4 separate regions of the Mus musculus genome follow, and regions 2, 3 and 4 are each linked to region 1. The links are chromatin contacts, called in public Hi-C and promoter capture Hi-C maps. All regions are on one chromosome and are shown on one strand. Each heading gives the region's core, a stretch centred on a gene start, on an enhancer-like site or on the middle of the called end of the contact. The rest is flanking DNA. Distances are from core to core; before and after follow the strand shown. Region 1 holds the start of Snrpb2 (U2 small nuclear ribonucleoprotein B). Region 2 holds the start of Dzank1 (double zinc ribbon and ankyrin repeat domains 1). Region 3 holds the start of Pet117 (PET117 homolog). Region 4 holds the start of Snx5 (sorting nexin 5).

Evidence for each region. Promoter capture Hi-C pulls out the DNA fragments that hold promoters and counts their contacts. Hi-C and Micro-C count contacts between places; a contact is called where the count stands out from the background. Capture Hi-C pulls out chosen DNA fragments and counts their contacts.
Region 2: a contact with region 1 is called in a promoter capture Hi-C map of liver, with 3 times the contacts expected there. The contact joins the promoter of Dzank1 here to the promoter of Snrpb2 in region 1. A contact is called at or near these places in 2 of 39 promoter capture datasets (liver and pre-B cells), 4 of 484 Hi-C or Micro-C datasets (B cells, CD4 T cells, CD8 T cells and 1 more), 2 of 115 datasets of contacts at active chromatin or transcription factors (astrocytes and large pre-B cells) and 1 of 9 other capture datasets (liver).
Region 3: a Hi-C map of B cells shows a contact between it and region 1, with 9 read pairs. The contact joins the promoter of Pet117 here to the promoter of Snrpb2 in region 1. A contact is called at or near these places in 4 of 39 promoter capture datasets (the C10 cell line, hippocampal neurons, liver and 1 more), 3 of 484 Hi-C or Micro-C datasets (B cells, CD4 T cells and muscle stem cells), 1 of 115 datasets of contacts at active chromatin or transcription factors (large pre-B cells) and 2 of 9 other capture datasets (adipose tissue and liver).
Region 4: a promoter capture Hi-C map of pre-B cells shows a contact between it and region 1, with 4 times the contacts expected there. The contact joins the promoter of Snx5 here to the promoter of Snrpb2 in region 1. A contact is called at or near these places in 7 of 39 promoter capture datasets (the 3T3-L1 cell line, 3T3-L1-derived adipocytes, the C10 cell line and 3 more), 1 of 484 Hi-C or Micro-C datasets (B cells), 2 of 115 datasets of contacts at active chromatin or transcription factors (astrocytes and stem cell-derived neural progenitor cells) and 1 of 9 other capture datasets (adipose tissue).

Annotation. Positions count from the first base shown.
Region 1 is chr2:143,061,645-143,064,601 of GRCm38.p6, reverse strand. It overlaps Snrpb2 (U2 small nuclear ribonucleoprotein B), which reads right to left and starts at 1,533. Exons shown (of 7, transcript NM_021335.3): 1 at 1,504-1,533; 2 at 1-60. The coding sequence starts at 35.
Region 2 is chr2:144,525,973-144,528,929 of GRCm38.p6, reverse strand. It overlaps Dzank1 (double zinc ribbon and ankyrin repeat domains 1), which reads left to right and starts at 1,516. Exons shown (of 21, transcript NM_172859.3): 1 at 1,516-1,650. It overlaps Polr3f (polymerase (RNA) III (DNA directed) polypeptide F), which reads right to left and starts at 1,185. Exons shown (of 9, transcript NM_029763.3): 1 at 1,005-1,185; 2 at 110-227. The coding sequence starts at 1,066.
Region 3 is chr2:144,367,616-144,370,572 of GRCm38.p6, reverse strand. Pet117 (PET117 homolog) reads right to left here and starts at 1,590. Exons shown (of 2, transcript NM_001164813.1): 1 at 1,416-1,590. The coding sequence starts at 1,511. It overlaps Kat14 (lysine acetyltransferase 14), which reads right to left and starts at 1,538. Exons shown (of 11, transcript NM_181417.3): 1 at 1,416-1,538.
Region 4 is chr2:144,269,435-144,272,391 of GRCm38.p6, reverse strand. Snx5 (sorting nexin 5) reads left to right here and starts at 1,490. Exons shown (of 14, transcript NM_001199188.1): 1 at 1,490-1,691; 2 at 1,933-2,015. The coding sequence starts at 1,965. It overlaps Mgme1 (mitochondrial genome maintenance exonuclease 1), which reads right to left and starts at 1,488. Exons shown (of 5, transcript NM_028984.5): 1 at 1,320-1,488; 2 at 1-477. The coding sequence starts at 412.

The sequences.
Region 1 (2,957 bases), core at 284-2,783:
TTGATATAAATCGTGTGATTTGGTCTGATATCCATGTTTGGGTAGAACCCTTCCAATAGCCTAAAAGAAATAATAAATAATCAGTTATTAGCAAAGAGGGTTAAATCACGCAGGTGTACAGCATGACACAACTCTTAATCACCCCGCCCTACCTCCCACAGCCATCTCTTTTAGTCAAATGGAAAACAGCTCTCAAGATCAAACCTTGGAAGGACAATACCAAGGTTCTACAAATTGGTAGAATCTGTCAATACATAGGCAGATTTAAAAACATATTATTCAAGGTTATATACTTCTTTTATCCCCACTTAAATGATACTGTCCTTTCATCTACATAATGACATAACTTTCGAAAGTATATTTATTAATTCTTTGAGAATGTCATGTGTTTTGATCATATTCACCAGAAAATGGTTTTTCAGTAAAATGATTTGAACATTTTGTGAAAGATCAGTAAACACGCACCTAGTTTTAAAAAGTCATTGTAATAGAACAATACAAATTAAGACAGTTCATAGATGCACTCATGAATGTATTGATTTAAACGATTAGTGTGTGTGTGTGTGTTTGTTTACCTGTGCCATCGTGTATGTTGAGGTCAGAGAACGACCTCTCAGGGGCTTTCACTTCTGTCTCTTTCCCACTATGTGAGTCTCAAGAGTGGTCAAGGTTGACAGTTCAGAGCTCAGATTCTTGTATCAATAAGATACGGATTTAAGTTCTGTTTACGATTTTACAACCTACTTCGATGGGGGGCAAGTTCCTTAATGTCTCAAGTCCCCAGCTACAAATTATGGCTACTAACAGCACCTATAAAATGGAGCCTATAAAATTATGAGACAGATATGTATCAGTCTGCACCAGTTAGCATCTACAGTTACTATTTATTATCGATAGCTATCACTCGTTAAAGGACACAAGTGTCTTAACGTCACACAACAAGCTGCTCTGAACAACTTATAGGAAGGGCCTGTACTATGTAGGCAACGGATAATAGGTAACGTTTCTCACAGGCTTGCCTCTCTACATGGGAACCTGGAGAAGGGCTGGGACTCAAGAGAGGGACAAGAGCACAGGCTCTGGCATTAGCTCCTTTGGGCTGAAATAGTGCAAGGGCACCAGAAACCCAAAGGCTGCCGGGGAGAAGAGGCCGAGAGTGCACAGTGAACTGCACACCCTGCTCCTCCAAGCAAGTCACGGGCCATTCTCTCCCCCTGGGCTAATTCCTATGTGTCCGCTTGAGCCTCTTTACACACCGGCCAATCCACCCAACACCAGGGTCCTCTGACATTAAAAACCCAACCATCCTGCAGAGAACAGGCTGTGACGCCGGGCCTCATTCCGCCAGCCCTGGGGTCGCCGTCCCTTCCTCCTATACGTCCGCGGACCGAGGACCACGCAACCGACGACACCTTCGCCCTCGCCGGCTCAGTTACCGCGGACGGGGCGGATCCCGCCAAACCCTGAGACCAGCCACAGCGAAAAAGAACCCGAGAGACTCACCTGAAGCCGGCGCGGTCCGCTTGAAACTAATACCGGAAGAGCTTCCCCGCGCCGGAAGAGGGCGGCCAAACTCCTCAATCGAACTCAGAGAAGTCGAAGAGTCGAGCACCGATTCAATCGAGCCCTCCTCGCCCCGGCCGGCCAAGGCGGAATCTTTCTGCGCACGCGCATTCCTGTGGGCTAGGAAGTTTGTGGAAAGGGGGAGAACTGGAAGGGATCAAATTAGGACCCGGGGGCCAAGCTGTGGAGGCAGAGGAGGGAAGGGTAGGGGGTCGTTTCCCTTACTGCGACTTTGAAGCTTCCCAACTATAGGATGTGATACAATTTTACAGGAGCCTGTCTCCAGCCACAAGTTAGTCAAGCCTTTCTATGGGTCCTGGTCAACTTGACTTAACACCATTGTCAATCTCTAGTTGTCAATCTCCAGGAGTCTGAAAGAACACACCAGCCAGCACTCTATAGATTACGTCTTAGATGCAGCCCAGTCTTCGACCCCTGAACAAAGAGAATTTTAGTCGTTGATGGTACTCTCACCAGGCTTCAGGAGCGAGCAAACTAAAGAGCCTAAACTCACTTAGACACAGTTAACTCCCGCCCACTCCCCCACCCTCTCCTTTCCTCACAAAATGCTTGGATTTTTCTAGGCTAAAAATTGGGGTAAGGACCAAATTGGTTGATTTTACCAGCCTGAGGTTTCTAATTTTTGAAAGTCACATGAAGTTGCAGGATGGAAATAGTGTTTTGAGAGTAGTAATTTTATATGCTTTTTTCACTGAAGTGATTAGGAGAATGGCTTATACTCGATAAATATGATTCAGACGATTGAATGAAGTTCCGTGAAAATTAGGTCATAATAAAACAAGTGTGATATCCAGTGAAAATCCTGTAAATGTAGGAAATAATGTTAAACAACCACAGAAAAAGTGTTCTTTAATTACATAGATATGGAAACCAGTTTGGCTTTTATAAAAACAATATCGAGTATGTTCTTAGCAAAAGGGCATCAAGTAAATACGAAACACTTTCTAAGCAACAGAAGGTCTGAGCAGTTGATTAACTGTGCTTGGTGGTAATGAGAGCATTGGAATAAGCTATAACCTGCCTGTGTTATATACATTCATCTGGCCGAGAGAGAGTTCGTAGCTATTTTCAAAAAGCAAATTGATAAACATGCAAGGACACTCCACTTGGGAAAAAAATAAAGAGATTTAAAGAAATGCCATACCTATTCTATCAAAGCTTGAGTCTCAGCTACTATACCTTTTGCACAGCAAAGAAGAAATTGTCCGATGACAACTCAGTGTCAGTGGCTTCTATGCTCTTTTCCAGGTTCACTTATAAAGAATGAACACATTTTTATATCCATGAGTAATCCCTGCAAGCTTTTTTTTTTTCTTCTTGTCTGTATAGTCCTGGCTGTCCTGGAACTCACTTTGTAGACCAGGCTGGCCTCG
Region 2 (2,957 bases), core at 267-2,766, 1.5 Mb before region 1:
AGAGCCCAGCCAAGCTGACACATAAGGTTAGCCATCACAACGATATGACAGGAAGCAATGAAAACCAGAATATACAACAAATTACATGAATTGGTTGACTTCACCTTACCATGGATAACAGTCTATTGATGGCCACTGCCCGCTGCTGGGCTTCAATGTGAGGCATTTCGTTCTGAATTACTTGATCTGTGATTCCATGAGGGAACTGGTGGCATAATTCTATAATTCTAGGAACAACGGTATAAATGGTTTATGTTTGCTTGCTTTTAAAGGCAAATAAGGAAGATACACGATAGTCAAGCTAAAAAGCTCAATGTTGTCAATGGGAATAAGTACAGCAAAGTGACTCCAAGGTCTGTGGGCAGAAAGCAAATAGAATATTCGGGGGTGGGGGTGGGGGGCAGCATAGTGATTCACCATAACTGGAGTCTTGAGAATTATCCCCTCCAAACAAACTGGAGGGATTAATTTGTTTGGAGGTGTAATAAACTTATTATCCACAATAATAATGTTGAGAAAGTCGTCTTTTAAATACATTATAACCTAGAAACACATGTGCACTACGGGAGTTAAGGCACTCACTGAACCTACTTGGCTCAATGGTCCTTTGTAATCACAAACTGAACCCTCATTTGGCCCCAACGTTCTCTTATAGAACTTCCCTTGGCAACCGGGCAATCCTGGATTCGAACACATGTCCAAGAACTACAGGGAAAATGCAGGTCTCTCTTCTGGCCCTGGCTGCTGTCACGTTCCAAGTGCTCTAATAGAATCCCGGAGAACCCAGTTCCACAACGTTTCAAGCTGTCCCGCTGCTCTAGAGCTTCTGAAGAGTTCTACTCTCCCTAATCGGGGCGGGGGGGTCGCCCAGACACCCGGCAACCCCGCTCCCGCGTGCTCGACCAGTCTACCCCAGCCTCTCCCCGCGGGACTGAGAGAGAAGGGGGTCCCGCTACCCAGCTGACTGCTCGCTTAGCGTCGGGAGCCTAGCTTTATTGCAGTACCTGTTTTCTATCTCCACCGGATCCGCGTCCGGCGGCTGCACCTTGACCTTCACCTCCGCCATGAGGGCAGTTTTCGAGACTAGAGGAAAAGTGGCCCCTCGGAGCGCGCTGGAAGTCTCGGGAACCGGTGGAGGCGCGCGCCGGGGACCGAGGCTTGAGAGAGAGGCGAGGGACCTTCTTCATCCGGTCGCGCTGGGCCTTCTTCATCGGATCGGCTTGGGGCGCCCGTGCTGTGCCTGCTCCGCCTTGCTCGGCAGGGTCGCCACAGCGACTCCCTTCCGTTGTCTCAAATTTCAGTGCTTGTCGGACAAGAGCCTCTGGCTCCAGTACGCACCCTTCAGCCTCTTCCAGCCGCCGAGAAGGCATATTCTTGGACACCTACAAGAAAGTGTCGCAGAAGGATCTGGAGGCGGGTACCAGACGGAGGCTGCAGCCAGAGACAAGGGCGGGGCTGGTTGCTAGGATGTCGATTTCCCTGCCAATCATCTGCTCGGCTCCCGATGGGCGGGGCGCGGTTCGCAGCGTCTGTGGAAACGCAAGCTGCAGCGGAGGAGCTGTGGTGAGACCGTGAGAAACCTGACAACGGGTTGGCGGCGGCGGTGCTGCGTCGGGGGTCCTTAATCTCTGTCCTTGAGGCTGGAGAAGGGTGAGGAGAAGGGCATCTCTCACTGGGTTGGGAGGGAATTAGGCATCTCTGACTGCCTCGCGAGGCCGAGGGCATGACGCAGGGTCTGGGTCCTGGTTTGGGCAGCGAGGAGATGGTTCAGGTGCAGGATGTTGGGAGATGCTGGTGGCATGACACTGACACCAGGCTGCGGTGTGGACCTAGCGAATCAGCCATCTCTGTCTCCTTCCTGTGAGGTCCAGTGACCACCCCAGGTTTCCAAGAGCAGCTAATAGCTAACCGTGAGCACTTCAGTCTCGAACCAACGGTGTTTATTTAGAATCTAGTTTTCAGCTATCTTTATTTTAGCTGACTCTCACTCGAAGGGAAATGTGAAGGTAGGCGAATCCCTCTACATCCAGCGTCATTTCTGAAGGGTCAGATACCTGTAGTTTTTATTCTTGGTCCTCAATCTGGAAGAATCCAAAAAGGCATTAAATTCGTCTTTTAATTCTAATTATCTCGCTTTCCAGAACAAGATATGTCAAAACGCAAACATGTTCACAGCAACATGATCAGAATTCCAACTACCATTTAAAAAAAAATGACCTCACCACTGAACAACAAATTGTTACATGAAAAATTGTAAGCCAGGCATGGTGTCTCATTCCTTTAATCCCAGCACTTGGGAGTCAGAAGCAGGTGGATCTCTGTGAGTTGGAGGCCAGCTTGGTCTACAGGTAGAGCTCCATAACAGCTAGGGCTGTTACACGGAGAAACCCTGTCTCGGGGGAGCGGGGGGCGAAATGAGGATGCAAAATGTTGATTATAAAAGTGAGATGAATATGTACATTATAATTGAATAATAATGTAGCCACAATCGTTGAAGCTACAGTGCAAGTTGCAAATACTGGATTAAGAGGACTCCTCCCCACCTCAAAGAAAAGACCCATAAGGTTTCTGCCCTGCTAGTTATTTACAAAATAGCAGAGCTAATAGGAAATGATGGTTGTGGGTTTATATCCATGTCAACTTCCTTTCTATTGAGAGCTGATGCTCTGCAGTCTTTGCAGTATATTTTCCAAAATACAATACACTGCAGTGGTTTGCAAAGGTGAGACTGTGGGGGGTTAGAACCTCTTTTAAGATTTGGCTCTAAGTAATTCATGCTACGTGCAGAGTTACCTGCTCCCCTTATGTAATGAGTTGCCTTGAAGTCAGGAGAGTGAGTGTGTGTGTGTGTGTGCATGTGCGCGCGCACTGGCTGAAGGCAGTGAAGAGTGAATGATCTCGAGGGAACTGAGCTCAGAGCGTTAGAGGTGGATTCTGCTCTGCCTCATCCGTGGACC
Region 3 (2,957 bases), core at 341-2,840, 1.3 Mb before region 1:
AAATAAATCTTTAAAAAAAAAACACCCAAACACATACATAAAACCAAGTTAACCATCTTTAAGTTAGGAACCATCTGTAATTGATGTCTACTAAGTTCCTTTGAGAGTTAAAGACAATGTCTGTAAAGTGAAAAACACTGTGTCTGGTGTGGGTAGACAGAAAACAAGCCATTATTTCCTTTACTGCCACCTTGAAGTTTTCAAGACATCTACCTTCCTCGATGTTACAGTAAGTCGCTAATGAATAGCTACTGGACAGCTTATTTTGGTCAGTATGTCTTGGTCACTAACTTCCAAGAAATAACTAGATCTTTGCACACTTCCATTCTCTAACTGTGATTCTCAACCGTTTCATTAAAGCCTTTGGCGTGCCTTTTGGAACACAGCTGAGTCTCCATGCTCCAGAGATCTGATTTAATTGGTCTGCTCATACTGTAAAAACTTCTCAGGGGAACAGAGTTTGAAACAAAACTGATAGCAAACGCTGTCTCCAAAACACATCAGGAGGACACAGACACCCTGTCTTCCAAGTTTAATTAGAACCACCATCTTTTCCTTTTCCTCCCAAGAAGGAAGTTTCTTGCTTCTACTCCAGAAGATATCCCTGGGGAACCATATTTTAATCCCAAATCTTTAATTCCTTGTGTGCTTCTCCATCACTGCACATCGACCCTGCTCCTCAAAATGGTTCTGAATTTGCAAGCCTAGTTTCATTGCAATTCCTAGTTTGTGAATACAAAGGTCGATGGTCTGGTGACTCTTGAGGCTTTCAGTAACTTCTGCCCATGGCAAATCCGATTCAAACCAAATAACTGTAAAGGTATTGCTTGAAAGGGCAAATACCAAGTACTGGCCAGCACAGTGTGGCACCATTATAAAAAGAACAATCTCGAGAGGTTATAATTAACTATGTGTTCTCAGTGTGCTCAGCGCACTAGCCAGCGTTGCAAACTGGAATGAGGAAGAGTCGGTTAGTCGCTGATTAATAAGCCAGTTATTCTCCGAAAGAAAGCCATTAAAAGAAAACGTGAAGGGCGCTCGCTACCTTTTATCCTTTCCAGAACCTAAGTCCAGTAGCAAAATGTTTTGTTAATGCAAGTTGCAAAAATCTCAAGTTTCTTTAGCCAAAGGCACTGGGGGGTGTGCTGGGTGTGAGCTGCTTTATCTCCGGATTTAACAATTCCTGGGTAAGGCTTTGTGGGCTGTGCTGCCCCCAGGGCCTCGAGCTCACCCTAGCAACTCTCTAACTCTGGACTACACCCCTGCCCCGAGGCTTCCGCCCCAGTCTCCCGCCTCGTGGCTGGGGGAGAGAAGTCGGCGTCCTGAACGCGCCCTTGCAGCCCGCCCGGCCCGCCACGCGCGCAGGGACAGCTGCGGGCTCGGCGCCCCGGAAGACGCGGTCACGTGACACCGACCTGCCGGTCCTGCCGCTGCTTCAGATGCACGCCGGCCACCGTGGCCGCCGTCAGCAGCACCGAGAGGCCCAGCACTGCCTTCGAACTCCTCGACATTCCCGCTCCCGGCCGCGGACTCGCTCCCGCGCCCGCCCCCGCCGCCGCCACAGCCGCCGCCGCCGCCGCAGCCGCAACGGGCCAGGCTCGACCTCTCGAGCGCAGAGCCGTTGCAAGTGCTATCGTCGCCAGGCTCTAGCAATCGAGCGCCGAGCGTAACCCCTGGCCCGCTTCGCTGCTTCTTGGGAGTGGCTGCCTGGGGCCCTGGCTTTCCTATTTGGGGACCGCCTTCACCAGGAAGTCGCAGTGCTGGGCTGCTTTGGAGTCGCGAGGGTGGGGTTGGGAGTGCCAGTGGAGTATGTACGGAGGACATCTGGTCGCTATGGGGCGACTGATCAGACCCTAAATTTTCTTAGAGTCTAAAAGCTGGGTGGTTGGTTTTTTGACAAGGTATTGCTGTGCAGCTCAAACTAGCTTCAAACTCGCAATCCTGCCTCAGCCTCGGCTACACCTTGTTGCCTACTAAACTTCTGTTGGGAAATGCACTGGGTCAGGCAAGGATCCGGACATGTTTAGCTCCTGTAATCTTAAGAAATGGCGTTGCCCGGCGTGGTGGCTCACGCCTTTAATCCCACCACTCCCGAGGCAGAGGCAGGCGGATTTCTGAGTTCGAGTCCTGCCTGGTCTACAAAGTGAGTTCCAGGACAACCAGGGCTATACAGAGAAACCCTGTCTCAAAAAACCAAAAGAAAAAAAAAATGTCGTTGATGCCCTTGGAGCCTTTCAGGAATGCTTGTAAGATCCTTGTGTCAGAGTAGTTCACAAGAGGCTAAGGATGGTGTCATTTGCACTTACCCCTTAAATTAAAAAAGAGACTTGGCTTCCCAGAACTTTTAAGTATTTGTGATGCCAATGAAGAATGGCATATCAGTAAATCACTCTTACCCAGGAAAGTACACATTCAAAGCTGCTGCTGAAAACCGATAGACAACAATGATAAGGCTCATTCAGGCCTTGATTAGGTATTCCCAGTGTTTCCCCAACATTCACTTCGTCTCAGTATGCTTTGCTCTTTCGTTCTCTGTTAAGTGAACCCAAACGGCATGAAGAAAATACTATTATGAACAGTTAGCATACTGCATTGGTTATATCTTTGGTTTTTTTTTTTTAATTAATTTTTTTGGTGTTTTTTGTTTGTTTCTTTGTTTGTTTGTTTTGACAGGGCTTCTCTGTGTAGCCCTGACTGTCCTGGAACTCACTTTGTAGACCAGGCTGGCCTCAAACTCAGAAATCCGCCTGCCTCTGCCTCCTGAGTGCTGGGATTAAAGGCATGCGACACCACGCCCGACTTTAATTTATTTTTTAAAGAATCTAGGTTTATTTATTTTTAAAGATTTATTTTATGTATATGAATACACTGTAGCTGTACAGATGGTTGTGAACCTTCATGTGGTTGTTGGAAATTGAATTTAGGACCTCTGCTTGCGCCAGCACAAAGATTTATTT
Region 4 (2,957 bases), core at 241-2,740, 1.2 Mb before region 1:
TCTGCTGAAGGATGCGGGTCACACTGGGTATCGAGTTCCTTTGCAAAGGGATCTTCAAAGGGCTTGAAGAAGCATCTGTGTGTGGTTTCCCGGTTCTCTCTTCATTGAAGATAGGAAAGCAGTGTTGTGGGACTCTGGCCTGTGGCTCCGGCTCTGCAGCCTTATGCTTACTCACTGGTCCATACAGTACATCATCTTCCTTGAACAACGACTCTGGAGTCTGGGCCGGGCCTCTGGACAAGACAGAGCGTACTAAACGAGAGTACTTCGCTTGGTCTACTGCTTCGTAAGAGTTTTTCTTCTTCTGGCTACACAAATAAGAGAAAGTGGAGAAACTCACAGGAGGGCTTGCTTTTACAGAAAATCTGTTTAACCTGCTAAGCAGCCTGCAGAAGGTCAGAGGCAGTTTCATTTTTAGACTTCGCCCCTCTAACTTTTCTCTAGTCTGGAAAGTTTAAAAGTGTGTTCTGTTCGTATCTGAAAAAAAAAAAAAAGTGGTGTTAGGTTTAAGACATTTTCTATATTAAAACCATCAAATTGAAAATCACACAAGAGCCGGGTGTGGTGGCGCACGCCTTTGATCCCAGCACTTGGGAGGCAGAGGCAGGTGGATTTCTGAGTTAGAGGCCAGCCTGGTCTACAAAGTGAGTTCCAGGACAGCCAGGGCTACACAGAGAAACCCTGACTCAAAAAACCAAAAAACAAAAACAAAAAAACCCACAAGAACATTAAAAGTGCATACACTAAACTTTTGACGTTTCCAAAAAAAAAGAGAAAATCATTCCCAAGTAAGATTCATGAAAATTGTAAGTGGCTTTTGTTCAATGTTAATGTGTTGGCCGTTTCGGATATGACACCTTAAATCTGAATGTGACAAGGCCTGGAGGCATAGACCAGGAAACTTAAGTTACTTGGGTGGCTGAGGCAGTATGAAATTGAGATTTTGGGTTAGCTTGGCTTTGTCTCTAGAAACAAAACAACTACAATCTGCCCCCCCCCAACAAATTCACAAGTCTTAATTAACAGTTAAACACCTACATCTACATACCAAACTCTTACTAAATATTCTGTATGGGCATCGCTCATCTATTCCTCACGCCGCCCTTTAAAAAGTGGGTGCTACTGTGACCTCGTGGTCCAGACTCGGGACATGTCGCAAGTGGGTCTGCACAGCCCATCCAACGTTAATTCCAGAAAATGATCTCTGCAGGTGTCTCCCATGGCTGCGACAGGACAAGCGTGGCCCTTCGTGCCCGAGTTTGGATAGGGAAGAGAGTATTTAAATAGAAGGTCGGTCAGCGGCAGGGTTCTAGCTGTACCTGAGATGCCACCACGCTGTAACACCCAGCCCGCAAACAACCCTCTCGGGACCCGTACTTTCATCGGTCCCGCGCTTTCCCAAAGCGAGGCGGCCCCAGCATGCACTACGGCGTTCCCGTCGCACCTGTGAGGCGCCATCCCCTCCACGCCCCCGAAGCAGAAGCGCGGGCGCCGTCAAGCCGCGCGTTGTCGCGCTCACGAGATCTCGCGCACGTCACCGCCGCTCGCCATCTTGGACTCTGGCTGAGCCATAAATTGCCCGGGCCGCGGTGCGCGTCCTTTCTCGAGGCGTGCCTCGCCGGCGGAGGGTTCGGAGCCCGCGTTCCCGTCGCGGCCCTCCGGTGCTGGTGTCCGCGTGGCGCGGAGCGAGGGTAGGCTCCCCGCGTAGCTTCTATTGCCCGGCTCCAAGATGGACGGCCGCGGGGACGGGGGAGGCCGCACTGGGGGAGCACGTGGCGTGCCGCTCGCTGGCCTGCGCCCGGGGCTGCTGGGATGGTGGCGGAGTCCCGCGGCCTCCAGCCGCCGTCCGGCAAGGAGGCCGGCGGAGGCGGGGCCGCGGCCGCCCCTGAAAGGCGCCCCGGCGGCGGCCCAGCCTCTTCTTTCCTCGCACAGCCACACGGCCCCTGCTCGAGGCCCGCGTCGCCATGGCCGCGGTTCCCGAGTTGCTGGAGCAGCAGGAGGAGGACCGCAGCAAGGTGAGATCCCTTCCTCGCTCGCTACCTGGGCTGGAGGTTCCCGCCGGCCTCCTTGGGCTGGGTGGATCTTCTCTGGGGCTCGGACCCCAGCAAGATCCCGAGGTTTTCCCTCAACCACCCCTTTAGAGATGGCTTTCCAACGGGGTGTCTCTGCACGCTCATTCTCTGACCAAGGAGACCCAGACAAGTGGGACCCCACTTCTTGAGCTCTCGGTGGGAAGCTGACCGACGCTCTGCCAGTCATTCGACTGAGGCTAATCCTCTGAAGCCCTTAGGAGCGTGGTTTTTTTTTTTTTCTTTTTTCTTTTGCTCCTAAAACTTAAATCGACTACATGGTAATTGGAAAGTGGATCAAAGTTTCGTTTGCTATTCCTATCTCCTTTTAAGAAAATGGCCTTTTCGTTTAAAATAGTGGGGAGATTTCTAACGAGTATCTGTATGTAGCATGGTTTTTGCAACTTGGGAACGCTAAATGTGTCCTCGTGGGAGTTGTAATTTTTAGTAAATCCTGTGTGTTGATATAACCCTCGGGCTGCAAATATCTTGAGGACTAATGCAATAAACAGGGATTGCTATACGGGCAATAAAGGATTCTACTTTTATTGGCTCTTTAAACTTGAATTTTCCACCGCACAGGTAGGTTATGAGTCAGTTTTGTGGACAAAATCGTCAGTAATATGGGAGCTCTTAGATTTTAATAAGAGCTGAATTAAGATTTCATTTTAAGTACCTTTGAATGGGCAAACATTTTTTTTTTTGTTTTTGTTTTTGTTTTTCGAGACAGTTTCTCTGTATATCCCCGGCTGTCCTGGAACTCACTTTGTAGACCAGGCTGGCCTCGAACTCAGAAATCCGTCTCCCAAGTGCTGGGATTAAAGGCATACGCCACCACGTCCGGCGCAAACTTTTTATCTAGTAAGTAAATACCGGTCTCTGGCGCAC